Linked DNA regions of Triticum aestivum: region 2 is linked to region 1. Evidence: chromatin contacts called from public Hi-C data. All regions are on one chromosome and are shown on one strand. Each heading gives the region's core, a stretch centred on a gene start, on an enhancer-like site or on the middle of the called end of the contact. The rest is flanking DNA. Distances are from core to core; before and after follow the strand shown. Region 1 holds the start of LOC123182406 (E3 ubiquitin-protein ligase SIRP1). Region 2 holds the start of LOC123182409 (probable prolyl 4-hydroxylase 4).

Evidence for each region. A called contact is a pair of places that touch in the nucleus more often than the background predicts.
Region 2: a Hi-C map of leaf shows a contact between it and region 1, with 4 times the contacts expected there. The contact joins the promoter of LOC123182409 here to the promoter of LOC123182406 in region 1. A contact is called at or near these places in 4 of 5 Hi-C or Micro-C datasets (leaf and an unstated tissue) and 1 of 1 datasets of contacts at active chromatin or transcription factors (leaf).

Annotation. Positions count from the first base shown.
Region 1 is chr1D:404,962,557-404,969,302 of IWGSC CS RefSeq v2.1, forward strand. LOC123182406 (E3 ubiquitin-protein ligase SIRP1) reads right to left here and starts at 2,699. Exons shown (of 2, transcript XM_044594955.1): 1 at 2,404-2,699; 2 at 347-1,614. The coding sequence starts at 1,564. The coding sequence ends at 566.
Region 2 is chr1D:405,176,001-405,182,746 of IWGSC CS RefSeq v2.1, forward strand. It overlaps LOC123182409 (probable prolyl 4-hydroxylase 4), which reads left to right and starts at 1,313. Exons shown (of 17, transcript XM_044594961.1): 1 at 1,313-1,479; 2 at 2,368-2,449; 3 at 2,547-2,622; 4 at 2,965-3,024; 5 at 3,129-3,216; 6 at 3,293-3,397; 7 at 3,781-4,390; 8 at 4,709-4,902; 9 at 4,981-5,089; 10 at 5,220-5,368; 11 at 5,791-5,992; 12 at 6,129-6,269. The coding sequence starts at 1,442.

The DNA of each region.
Region 1 (6,746 bases), core at 1,449-3,948:
AGTAGCTACCTGTCAAGAGGAATTGGATCAAAGCGATGCACTGTTAAAAGTCGTTTTTTTTCCCAACCAGATGTATAATTTTGGGCAACAATACCTAACTTTATGCACAACATTAGCTTGAGTTGTCTTCAAACAGTTGTATACTTTTGGGCAACAATACCTCTACCAACTTTATGCACAAGCATTAGCTTGACTTCCCTACAGGCTCTACTCATAATCTTTTCAACCATCCTTCGGCCATTCGCCTATACGGGGCTAGGCAGGCAAGCTACCGGAAGCATAGCTTCGTAGAAGCTTCTAGAGGTGTGGAAGGTAAGAAGGCCAACCACTACATAAAGCGTAAGGGGACGTTTTAACAAGGTTGCTTTCTGGTCGATGTTTACAAGTGAAATAAGACTAGTAGTAGCTCAATATATCAAGGATTATGAATGCATCATTCGCAGCGCCAAAGAGGAAAGAAAGAAATTAGTGTAGTAAGACATAGGGTTGACTTAGCCATAACACTGAAACAAAGTTGCATCACTATCCTCAGATGTATGATCGTTATTCACAACACTGGAGAAGATCAACTATGCCCTGCATTTGGGTTGGTTCCAGAAGCAGGAGGCAGCTGCTGATCAGTCAAAGTAGCTCTGACAGTTTGCGGCTCAGGTGTCGAGAATAGGCCATTAAACCAAGGAACAAGGGCCCAAGGTCTGTTACTGTCCTCCCTGTCGTTTGTGTTACTGTCCTCACCATTGTTTCCAGGGCCATCAGCTCTTGCCTCCTCATGGCTGCTCTCTATTCGATCAACGTTGCTAGGCTCGCTCAAGTCTTTTGTCTCATCAGATGGCAGCTCAAACCGGCAAACTGGGCAGGAACTATGGAGTTCAAGCCATGGCAGGATACATGGTGAGTGGAACTTATGTTCACAAGGCAACTGCTTAGCCTGGGACCCTATATCAAGATCATCAAGACAGACTGAACAGCTGACAACCTCTTCGATTTTGACCGTGGGCAGGGCTTCGACTGCTTCTTTCTTCGTTGGAGGAGTACCATACCGGCTCGGGTCATTCTCAGCCAAATGTTGAAGAAGCAGACTAAGCCCTGCCCCGAGGACATACTCATCTAGCAAACCATCATCATTATTTGCGTTACCATGGTCACCTCGGTCCTCGTCAGGGTCAAGCGCTGCACCTTGTAGAGCGAGGGCCTGGTTGAAAGCACTGATCAGAACGGAGTTGTCCCTTTCCCTGTCATCTCTAAGGTCATCATGGATGCTGTCAAGCACACGGCGCAGTGCCGATGCCCGTCGATGCCTTCTGATGAAACCCTCAAACTCACGGCCTATATCACTATTATCTTCATCATCGCTGTCCCCCGGCGATCCTGCCTGCTCAAAAGGGTTGTCCAGAGGGTCCCACTGAGTTGCCCCTTGCTCTGTCAATGCCTCAACCTGCTCAACGGTCATCTCTTCGACGAACCCACCATCACACAATGGACACTTGAGCTCCTCCACCATGGCCTCCTCGACGGCCTGCTGACATTCATGGCACCAGTACCGCGTGATGTCAGCTTCTGCCATAACGCCAATCCTTCGGTCGGTCAAGCGTAGCACACGAGCAAAAGTCAAATCTGTGAACCGTGCACAATGAGTTAGTTGAAGGGTAATCTGCATAAATCCCCAAGAAAACAACCACACATGATATAATTTGTCATCCATGAGAATAAGTGCAGCATATCAGGAACAATTTTATCAAGAACAAGTGGAACAACATGAGAAGCATGGTGTCCATGCGTGACTAAATTCCACACTGCAATGGCAATCAGGCATATCTCACAAGAGATCAGCATGACGAACAAGAACAAGGAGAAGAACAAAGCTAGGTCTTGCATCTAACACAAAGCTAGCTCTAATTTTTCCGATTCTTTAGGAACAGGAGTGGCAGACAGTCCTAATAATAATTCCTAAAGAGAAGACCCAACTGAAGCCGAGGCGACACCGAGATCCCCGAGAAGGGGAGGCGGAGATCAAGAGCCGGGATTCCCAGCCCAAGAATGAGGTGCCGATTCCATTCTACGGGGAACAGGATGCTATTCCCCCCTGAAAGAAGAGCGAAAACAAGGGACCAATTCGGACACTTCTCAAGATTCACACAACATCGGGCTGCGCTGGAAACAAATTTAGCGGCGAGACCCGCCGTCGATCCCAACCTAAACAAATCCCCGCATAAATCCCCGAACGAACAGGCACCATAATCGATCCTTCGCAACAGAACGATATTATATTATTCGATTCGACGGGAGGGCGATGGAACAGGCTCCGTGTTCTTGATTTGGAGCACGCCGGGACGGATTAGCAACCCCCAAAAAACCCATCTTTTGCTCGAAACTAAGCATCAGGAAAAGGAAGAAGTCGCTGACCTTTGGCTTTTCTCCCGTGGATCGGATTGGATCGGACTGGATGGAGTAGAGGCGGCCCCCCTGCTCCTGCTCCCAGTCCTCCTTTGCTGGAGGTAGGCCAAGGAAGAACAGGAAGGGAGTTGCAGGGCAGGTTAGCTTGACTGGTGGATACTTTACTCCCTGGTCCCTAGAGGTTATCGTCCCTCTCCTTTTCCTTCATCGTCAAGAAAAATACCAGGGAGGATTTTTTTATATCCTCCAGGCGCAAATCTCCAAGAGGAAATAGTTTAGTTTTGGATCCCACCACACCAGCAAAGCGAAGTTTGTTATGGGTTGGAAGCATGCAAAGCTTCTGATCTTTTTAGGGGATCTTTTTATTCAAGTGATTGGGATTGAGGGTTTGGCCGATGGATAGGCCATCGTTTTCATCGTCCGGAGAAGAGTGGACCACCTGTAAACTAGGTGCCTGATGGGTTCTGCCTTATAGCATCTCCAACAGCTGAGCCGAAATTTGTCCTTTTTAGCGCGTGCAATCGATATAGGGGCTTCAGCGAACGAGCAATAAGCGCGCACGGCATATAGAGTTGGGCGCGGTCCGAATCGTCATCGCGAGCTGTGTATTTGGTGCGTCCGCTTCCGCGCGTCGCACTCTCTCCGCCGCGCCACCTTCGCCCCGCCCGCGCCGTCGCCGGCGAATTGACCCGATGGGCGCCCGCGCCGGCACCCCCCTCACCCCTTCCTACACCTGCGACCCCTCCGCCGCCGCCGCAAACCCTAGCGCGGGGAGCTTTGGAGCTACCATGGAGACCATGGAAGTCTTAGGTGGCTTCGGAGCACCTCCGGGCGGCATGGGCGGCATGGGAGGCATGAGTTTTGCGTCTCTCATAGGAGGCATGGGAGCACCTCCGGGCGGAATGTCTTCCGGTGTGCCTCACACACCTTCGCATGAAGATGCCGTTGAAGATCTTGCCAACACCTTCCGAGCTTCACATGATGATGCGGCGCGCGACAATGAAGAGGAGGAGGAAGAATCGTCTTTGGAGGAGGAGGATGAATCGGAGGACGATGAGATGAAGACGAGGACGAGGCTTGATTGTTGATGTGCCATTCGTTGGTGTGAACTTTTGTGTCATGAACTTGGTTCGGATTAAACTTGGTTGGATGATGTTGTGGGCATGAATTTGAACTTGTGGGCATGAACTTTTATGTCATCATGAACTTGTTTGTGTGATTTAAATTATGTCATGTCTTTGTTTTGAATGTTTGAAATTCATTTCGTGTCCAAAATGCAACATATGGCAAGCGCCGGCTGCACGCGCGCTGCATTCGCTCGTGCTGGAGCTACGCGCGCGCTGAAATTTACAGCGGCCGCTGGAGCCAGCGCTCCCTGCCGCGCCAAAACAGATGATCGACGCACTGCAAACGCATTTTTAGCGCGCTGCGCGTTGGGTAGCAGCTGGAGATGCTCTTATTTTGTCGGTGTGCTAGCTAACTTCTGATGGCTTGTTCTGGATTGAGTGTAAAGCGTGAAGGATTCGTGCAAGTTTTGTTTTTGGTTTTGATGATTTGTGGGAAATTTCCAACGATGGTTGGTGCTGCCTGCCTGATGGACCAACCAAAGAAGCATCAAGCGTGAGGTCGCCGTGGCGTGTACAGTGACAGTGTGACACAGAGCGGTCACGTGGTCAGTGGTCCTTGTTTGTCAAACCTTGCGTCTTCAGAGTTAATGGCCGCACGTAGCTCGGGATATGTTGGGCGGATCTCTCCACGTCGGGGTGACATGGCAGCTTGACCCGGGCCACAAGTGCAGCACTTGTGGACTGTTGATCTCAGTTAAATCAATGGGGAGATGGCTCCTTTTGAGAGAAGCTCTGTCTCATTGTTGATTTTCACCAAACTTGGTCATTCGAGGCTTGAACATGGTTGGATTGACTCCAGACTTGGTGGATTCGTTCCACACTTGCAGTGCATCCGATTTGGTTGGTTTGGTCAATTAGATGGGGCACTCGATATGAGAGTGATGTCGTTAGAGCATCTACAGCGGGACACCCTAAATCGGTCTCAAACGTTCGGAAGGGCAAAGGGCCGCGCGAGGAAGTGGTGAATCACCGCTGTCTCCATCTTCAGTTTCAAGTTTTTAATAATCTAGTTTAAATTTGTCCGTCGTTTATGTGAATTATGTGAACTATGATGATCTTTTGGACATCCGTCGGTGATCTTTTGGTGATCGAAATGTGCATTCCTCTGTCCGATTCTATGTGTTATGTGATGATATGCGTTCTTTTTACCTACGTTGCATACTAGTATGGTGAGATATACAGATGTAGACGACATGATTTGAGGAGTGACTGGTCAGTGCCTGCGGACACGCCCAGACGCGTCCGCAGATGTTTGAGGACCCGGATTTGCAGGTCGCGGCTATAGATGCTCTTATATTTGTTTCCCGCAAGGATATAGGTGTGCAATCTTGGGTTATTGTTGACTAGAGGGGTAAAATGTTGGTGGGTTGCCCCGTGGCATAAACTTTGCTAAGTACGGCCTGTCAATGCCAGGGCTCCGCCTCCTCCTCCTCCTCCTCCAAGAAAGGAAGTTAGGGTTCGTGCCTCTCGCCGGCGTCGGCGCAGGTCCGCCTCGTCTCCAGTGGTCCTAGGGCCATGGAGGCGCGGTGGATCCTGGCAAGGGCTGGCGGGAGGGCTTCGTTTTTAGTCGTTTTTTTCAATCTTGTTAGGGTTTATGTCCTATTCAGGAAGGCGAGACGGCGGCGGCTCCCTGAAGATGGAATAAAGGTCTCCCCACCTAGCCCCCGTTCCGGCGGTGCGTCTAGCATCGTTGGTGGGCGTGTGGAGGTGTGTCTCCGGCAGATCTATCTTTGGTGGATTTGCTCGGATCTCGTCGTCTACGTTCGTGTGTCTTCGGTTTGGATCCTTCCGATCTACGTTATTTTTTATCGGTGGCGGTTGCTGTTCTGGGGTGCTGGTCCTATGGGGCCTTAGCACGACGACTTCCCGACTGTCTACTACAACAAGTTGTGCCCGGCTCCGGTGATGGAGGGGCGATGACGGCGGCGCGCCTTCGGCTCGCTTCGGTGCTTGTAGTTGTCGCTAGGTAGTCTACAGATCTGGGTGTAATTTTTATTTCTGGTGTTCGTTGTACTGTCATGATTGAAGATGAATAGATTGAAAGTTTTTCCGAAAAAAAAAGTTGATGGGTTCATCTGAGATCTTTGATAGTAACACGGTGAGGGCTCACCTTACTACATGCCCACCAAGTTTCAAATAATTTCGTTCAACCGTTTAAAAACAACTAGCAAAAGGGTCGTGCGTTGTAATGGAAACAAAAAAAAAATCATAATCTCCAATGGCGATGACCACATTTTGTTCACATGTCATCGCATGATTTTGAAAATTTGTTCACAAATGCAGAAAATGTTTTTTTATTTATTCAAAAATTGAAGCAATGTTCACATTTTCGAAAAAATATCGTGGTTGTAAAAAAACATGGTAATTTAAAGAATTATTCTGAATTTCAAGAAACGTTTCTATAATATTCCGATCCAACCCGGCAGTTAATTCTTCAAAATTCACGCGGGTATATAGTCACAAAGACTCAGAAGCATTATTGTTTAACTACATACCTTCGATCATTCGTGAACATTTTTACAAATTTTGGTACATTTTTTTACTATTTACAAACTTTTTTAAAAATTGTGTACATTTTTTATATTGCAAATGATTTTTAAGCGTTTTCTTTTGGATCAGCTAACAATTCTAGAATAGACAAACAATTTTTTCGAAATTGGTGGATTTTTTTTTGAATTCACGAACATTTTTTGAAATGCATGAATATTTTCTGAATTAGCAAACATTTTTTGAATCAATAAACTCCTTTGTAATTCACGAACTGTTTTTAAAAATTTAGGACATTTTTTAAAATGCGTGAACATTTTTTTGAATTAGCATACATTTTCTTCAATTTCATTAATAATTTTTAATAGGCGGACTTTTTTCAAATTATGTACTTTTCTTATTTTACGAACATTTTTTTTTTCAAAATTGCGAACACTTTTTTGAATATGCGAATATTTATAGAAAAATCCTGAGCATTTTCTGAATTCACAAACATTTTATGTTTTCTTGAACATTTTATTTAAAAATTCTCAGTTTATTTTAAAATTTCAAATTTTTTGAAGTTCCGAAGTATTTAAGTAGAAAATACAAAGAAAGATAAAAATAAAAATAAAAAAGGAACTAAAAAACATGTGCCCACACTTGGGCCGGCCCAAATGGGCGGGCTATGTCTTCTGCAGCGCGCAGAGCGCAGTATAGTAGGTCCTTATGTTTGGGCCGGCCAGGTGGGGATTCCCT
Region 2 (6,746 bases), core at 63-2,562, 210 kb after region 1:
GCCGGGGCGGGCGGCCGGCGCGGCGGTGGCAGGGTGGAACAAGCACGCAGGGTCGCGGATTTCTCTGCTATGTGTCAACCGCCGGCTCCGAGCGCGGCGGCTCTACTGCTGGTAAGGTGTTCGTTGAAATGCCAAAGAGAGAGAGGAGGGGAGGAAGAAGAAGGTTGGTGATGACGTGTGGGTCCCACCTGTCAGAAAGGCGTTTATAAGAGGCGAATCGGGCACTTTACAGACATGGTAGTTTTTAGTCAAAGATTAGACAAATAGTGGTAGTTTTCCGCACAAAAACGTAAAGTGGTAGTTTTCTGTCACGTGTCCGTGAAATGTGGTAGTTTTTGGTTAAATACTCTAATGTGCAAGGTTACCATAATTGACCTTTTATAATCACCCGTTCTAATTTCTTTTGTCGCTGTCATTTGATGCCACCGATTCCCATCGAGCGTGTGAGCAAAACGCCGTGGCGCGAGGATTACCATGTAATATAGATGACGTTTGTAGAAAATAAATTCGACAACCTAAGGACCATGAGGTGGTGGTGGTGTGCAGCAATCAGACCAATCAAGGCTAATTAGTGCTGAACAGTGCAAAAATGGACCAGATACATGGTCGTCACGCCCACGCTGTGTCCCCCTAGTATGGGGCTTGTCTACGCCCCTTGTGATGTGCACGCCGCTAATCATGACAATATATATTTAACCAATGTGACGGTTTATTATTCAAAAAATAATGTGACAATTTATTCTTCATATTGCGACATAAGCTCAAAGTGTCGCTTTTCCCCTTGCCACGAGAGCGATTTATTATCCAGTTCCTAAGTTTATTTTGAGATGTGAGCCTAAATCTTCTATGTGTATATCGTCCTGATGCTTTGGCAAGTAATCAATAAAAAATACTTGTATTTTTTGAATAAGATAAAATAAGCAGTAGGTAAAACGCGGTTTGTTCCAGAAAAAAAAGAAGATATTCACCCCTCAACCTTTGACATGCTCCACATTTGAACCCTAGACCGGGGTGCTGAGCCTGTCCGAGTCGCTCTTCAGAACCAGTCCTCTCAAGCCCCACCCGCCCTATGTGGCGCCAAAGTACTTGAGCGCAAACACTATTGTTTGAGATTGCTATGCTTTTTTTCTGGTCTGTGAAGAACCACTACCTGGAAATGGAATGATTCAACCAAAAGCCAGCCATGGCCTTGTAAAGAAAGCTTCAGACACGGAACCAACGAAGCACCACATAAAAGAAGCTTCCCCTTTTGTCCTTGTGTCCACCGTTGACCGGCAGCAGACAACGAGAGGTTCCAAGCCCGACTCAACCAACCAACGAACCCAAACCGCCTCCACCACCACCTTCCCTCCGCCGCGCGCCAAAACCCAATCAATCCGGCCGCACGTGCGCCGCCCAAGCTCCTCATTCCCTCCCATGGTCCACCACCACCGCCGTGCTCATGCCGCGTCGTGCCGCCCGTAAACAAACGCCGCGGAGGTGAATTCTTTTTTCTCTCAAGAGGGACGACGCCGCTGCTGCGCACAGTAGTACGGGACAGTTGTCCGGGGAGAATAGTTTAATTCTCCGGGCCGGGTGCGGGGTGCGGGGCCGGCCTAGGTAATGGCCGCCGTGCCCTCCTCGACCGTCCTCCTCCCGCACCTGCAGACCCCGCCCCGGCTTCCAGGGGTCGTCGTCTCCGCGCCGCCGCTCCTCTTCTCCCCTCTATCCGCCTCGCCTTTCTTGTCGCGGCCTTCCCGGTGGTTAGGGGGAGGAGTCGTTGGGCTACCTCCTTCTTGGTTAATTTAGGAGGAGGGCCCTGCGCCTCTGGTGGGGGAGGAGGGATTCAGTCCACGGCTCTCCCGGGCGGCGCTGCGGTGGCCGGATTTGCCGGTGGCGGCAAAACTGCTGCCGATTCGGTGGGTTCCTCGCTGCTGTGATGTCTGTTTCATTTCATCCTGTTCTCTCTCCTGTTCATCCCTGTCTCTCTGTTGCGAGCTGTAATGTGCAGTGGATTCTCAAGATCCCGTGTGTCAGATACAGATAGGTAGCCTACTTTTTGGAAAGGGCGTGCTTTGTGGATGTGGGGGCTGTTTTTGATGTGAAAGGCTTCTGTTTACTTTTGCTTGGGTCATGTGTCTGTTCTTCAAATCTAGCTAGAGTGAAGGAATTTGAATTTGAATTTGAGCAACGATTTAGATCCAGCAAGTTCTTTTGGGGTGTAAATATTCTCCTTTATTTCCTTTTTTTTTTAATTTTCTGGGACAAGCACATGTACATGCTTTCTTTCCCCTATTTACTTGTGCTGATGTCAGCGTTCATCTAATTAGTACTGTATTTCCTTGAGATGAACCGCGCAGTTTAATTTCTAGCCAATAATGTGGTCAGATTTGAGCCTGGAATAATAAGCTTCGGTTGTTTTCGGCGGACTTCAAAGCGAATGGCGTTTCCAGATGATGAAAAGATGAAGGTATGTGTCTCTTGTTTCACCCCATTTTGCTCCTCTTTCTTAGTTTCAGAGATACATCATTGACTTAAGTATTTGGCTTTACATCATTGTACTCTAGGGCTGTCGTCCAAAGATATTCGGGGCGAAAGATAAGAAAGCCGCAAAGAAGACAGACCGTCCAAGCTCCTCCGCTGGTAGTTAATCTTAATTCTTTTGGAAGCTGAATAACTGAGTCACTGTCTTGTAGCAACGTGATCACAAGTAATAAATAGATGAGCGAATTTTATCAAAATTTAGCTCATCTGGGTTCAATTTTTTTGGTTAAGTTGGTTGTCAGTTCATTAAGTCCATTGAGCCTCTGTCAACTCCGTATAATCAGTGCTATGAAGAAGCAGCCAGTTCGATGGAATATGCTACAGTAGAATTCATGTGTTCAAGATTCAAGAATTACACATTTTTACATTTTGTATCTAATTCGTTACAATGTTAGAAGGATTTCGTGATGATACTGTTCCATGTTCTCTTGTCATCTGTAGTTAAGTCTGCACCAAGCTCCTCCAAGGCACAATCTTCTTCCCCATTCAGACCACTTTCAGGTAGTTTTCTATCTGGCACTTTGCTGCACTGGATCACTCTTTCGATGCTGCTGGTTTTATTTGACTGGCTTATTCTTGTGTTTCTTTGGACGAATTGGAAGCAGAAGTTAGGAGCATGCGCGAAGTTCGGAGCATGCGTCTGAGCCATTTTCTAGCCCGTTCTCCAAGTGTCATAAAAACTGAATCTTTTAGGTCAGGTCAAACAGCCAAACTTGCATTTTCAGTTATGTGGTCTCTTGAATTTTATTTAAATTCACTCATCATACAGGGTATTTATTTCTACATGGAACGTTGGAGGAAACACACCTACCGCTGAGTTGAATCTGGACGACTTCATTCCTGCAGATGACCACTCAGATATTTATGTTTTAGGGTATGTAATCCATCTGTTTCTCGCAGTTCTGAAATGTATGCCTGTCAATTCTAGTAGTTGCAGACTTGCGGTGCCGAAAATTCATAGAAGAATACACAGTGATCGACTTACATACTTTCTGTACATTTCACTTCCCCTATTCGTAAACTTGTACTTTGGGTGTTATTGACATTCTGGCATTTAATCGTTATCACAATAAGCTGTATTAATAAAAAACAGTAGGTTATCCTTTCCTTTTTTTTTGTTTCTTACAGTCCTTTGGGTGTTATTGACATTCTGGCATTTAATCGTTATCACAATAAGCTGTATTTTCCTTGGAGTTAAATTGGCTTGTTTTAGTGAACAGACAACATTCTTACGTCTTTTTTCTATCCTTCACACAGTTTTCAGGAAATTGTCCCTCTCAATGCTGGCAATGTGCTTGTGATCGAAGACAACGAACCAGCTGCAAGATGGCTTGCTCTTATAAACCGCACGTTAAACAGAACAGTTGACGGGGATGCTGATATCTTCTGTCACAAGCCATCTCTATCCCTTGATTCAACCTCTTCTCGATCTTCATCGAACCTTGATGCTTCTTTCTCCAACCGCTCTGGTTCTGCAATCTTCCAGTCCTCCTTAAAATCTATCAGGAAGCCTTACATGCCAACTCAGAGAAAACTGCTCAAGATCTGCAACTGCTCAGTTGAAATGCCCAGGAAATCCTACAAAGATGCTTGCTTTGGATGCCCACAAGCACACATTAATGAGACCGACTCTTCGGAAGAAGATGAAGTTGATGACAGATCAAATAATGCTTCTGGTTATGTGGTTGATGGAGTGATTTCGTCTGCTTCTGCCTCTAGTGATCAGCTAAAATATAACCTCGTATCTTGCAAACGAATGGTTGGTATTTTTGTTACAGTATGGGCAAAGAAAGAACTAGTGCCGCATATCGGTCATGTGAGGACATCATGTGTAGGCCGTGGAGTAATGGGTTATCTTGGAAACAAGGTTAGAACTGAATCTGTATTCAAGTAATTCCTTTTCATTATGCAAGGTGTGGCATGCCCTAAATTTTTATGGAACTAAAGATGCGAGATACAGAGTAAAATGTTATGATAGTCGCAAAGACATTAACAAAGACAATTATGTAGTACTATGCTAATGCTCTGTTTCTCATATCATGTTCTTTATTGGCATTCAATATTTGGCTTCAACAATAATAACTTTCTGCTCGCCAAGAAAACTGAACAGGAAAAAAACTCTGAAGCATCCTGTATGGTAGATCCCTTAGTTCTTTTATGCCATGCACTTACTTTTTGGCTTCAGGGATGTATATCAGTGAGCATGACACTGCACCAGACAAGCTTTTGTTTCATCTGTAGCCATTTGGCTTCAGGTGAGAAAGAAGGCGATGAGTTGCGGCGCAACTCAGATGTTCTAGAGATACTGAGGGCCACACAGTTTCCAAGAATTTGCAGAAGAGCTGGGCAAAGAATCCCTGAAAAAATTATTGACCATGAGTAAGATACTAATGCTACAATTATTTTAAAGCTTTTATTGTATTGTGCTATATCTGATTAATGTGCTATTTATTTTAGCCGGGTGATATGGTTGGGGGATCTGAACTACCGTATTTCCTTGAGCTATGAAGATACCAAGAAACTTCTGACTGAAAATAACTGGGATGCCCTTTTTCAAAAGGATCAAGTAAGCACCTAAAAAATGGCGCCCATTTTTTGTAATTAGTTGAGCGCAACTCAATTTCCCCAACGAGGAACTAAACAACTAAAGTAATGGAATGAGAAAAGGCTTGACTTTTTAGAATTTTCATTTTCAGCTTAACACTGAGCGTGATTCTGGAAGGGTATTCAGGGATTGGAGCGAAGAGAAGATATATTTTGCCCCCACATACAAGTACACTTTTAACTCAGATTCTTATTCTGGAGAAACTGCAACCTCAAAGAAAAAGAGGAGAACCCCAGCCTGGTATTTATCTTGTTCATATTAATTCGTTTTATCTTACAAATAACTCCTACTTTAGAAGCTATGATAACCTTTAGTAGTATTAATAATTAATTATGACCGTATGACCACAAATTATATATATACCTGTGTACGACTTCAATAATCATGCATGCCCATCTTTGTGTGCCAGAAGAAGCTTAGACATAGTTTGTTCTCTTGAGATGAAATGAGGTACATTAGCTCAAGCATATTGGTTACAGTCGTGGAAGCAAAAACAATAGAACTATTCACATCATCACATAACTTACAAAGAGGATGTTCAAAAAATCTCAGTCTACATTTCAGTTGATGTATCTTTTTGTCTTGCAACTTAAGGCCTAACTATACAATGAATTATTAATGAGTTATCAATTCGTGTAAGCTAAGTAGTTCAACTTGTTCAGGTGTGATAGAATACTATGGCACGGAGATGGGATTGCGCAGTCATCCTACTTCCGTGGGGAGTCTAAATTTTCTGACCATCGTCCTGTCTGTGGATCATTCACTGTGGAAGTGTATTTGCTGGACGGCAAATCAAAGAGGCGCACATCTAACACTAATATTAGAATTGGTGCTGAAGAGCTCTTACCGACGAGTAAGAATAAGGTTACCAAAGGTGTGCACCTTCTCTATTTTCAGTTAATCTGTGCAAAATAAAGCGTGCCTATGAAAGTTTACATAAAGCAATGGAAACTCCAGTATATGCATAGACAAGTTAATAAGTATGATCATAACACTGCAGGTGCTGGGACCAAAACCACAAAATAAATCGGCTCATGTCATGCCACTCATGGAGGAAGGTGCCGAGGAAACTTTCCTAGGCTGCGGCTTGCTATCTGTTTCCAGCAAATTGTTTTCTCACAAAGAGAAAGGTGATTATTATGTTGTACAGTAAATGTAATCACATGTAGTTTTCAAATGGCAAGTGATTAGGTTATACTTCAGAAATTCCCACGATATTCTTTTTTGTTGGTTCGGGTAGAGCAAGAAAGCCTCTGCACAGTTTTGCAAGTTGTGTCTTACAAACCACTGTAGTTGTAGATGTGTCAAGCTTGAGTTTTTTCTGGAGCAAAATTGTACTGAAAGAAGGCATCCAATCAAACTGTACAATATATTCTTTCTCATCTTGATACACAAGATCAATGTGTGTACTATTCACATTCTTTTTTTTTCCCTTGCTTTGTGTTCATGATCTCATTCGGTCAAAGTAGAGGGAAAACCCCAAATAAAGTACACATGTTTCTTTTCAAAGAGAAAGTACATAATTCTTGAACTTGGTTCATGACCTGTAAGCCGAAAAATAGACGATGCAGAATGATAAAAGGATTTGAGTTCAGGAATAATTTCCCACAATTCGTGT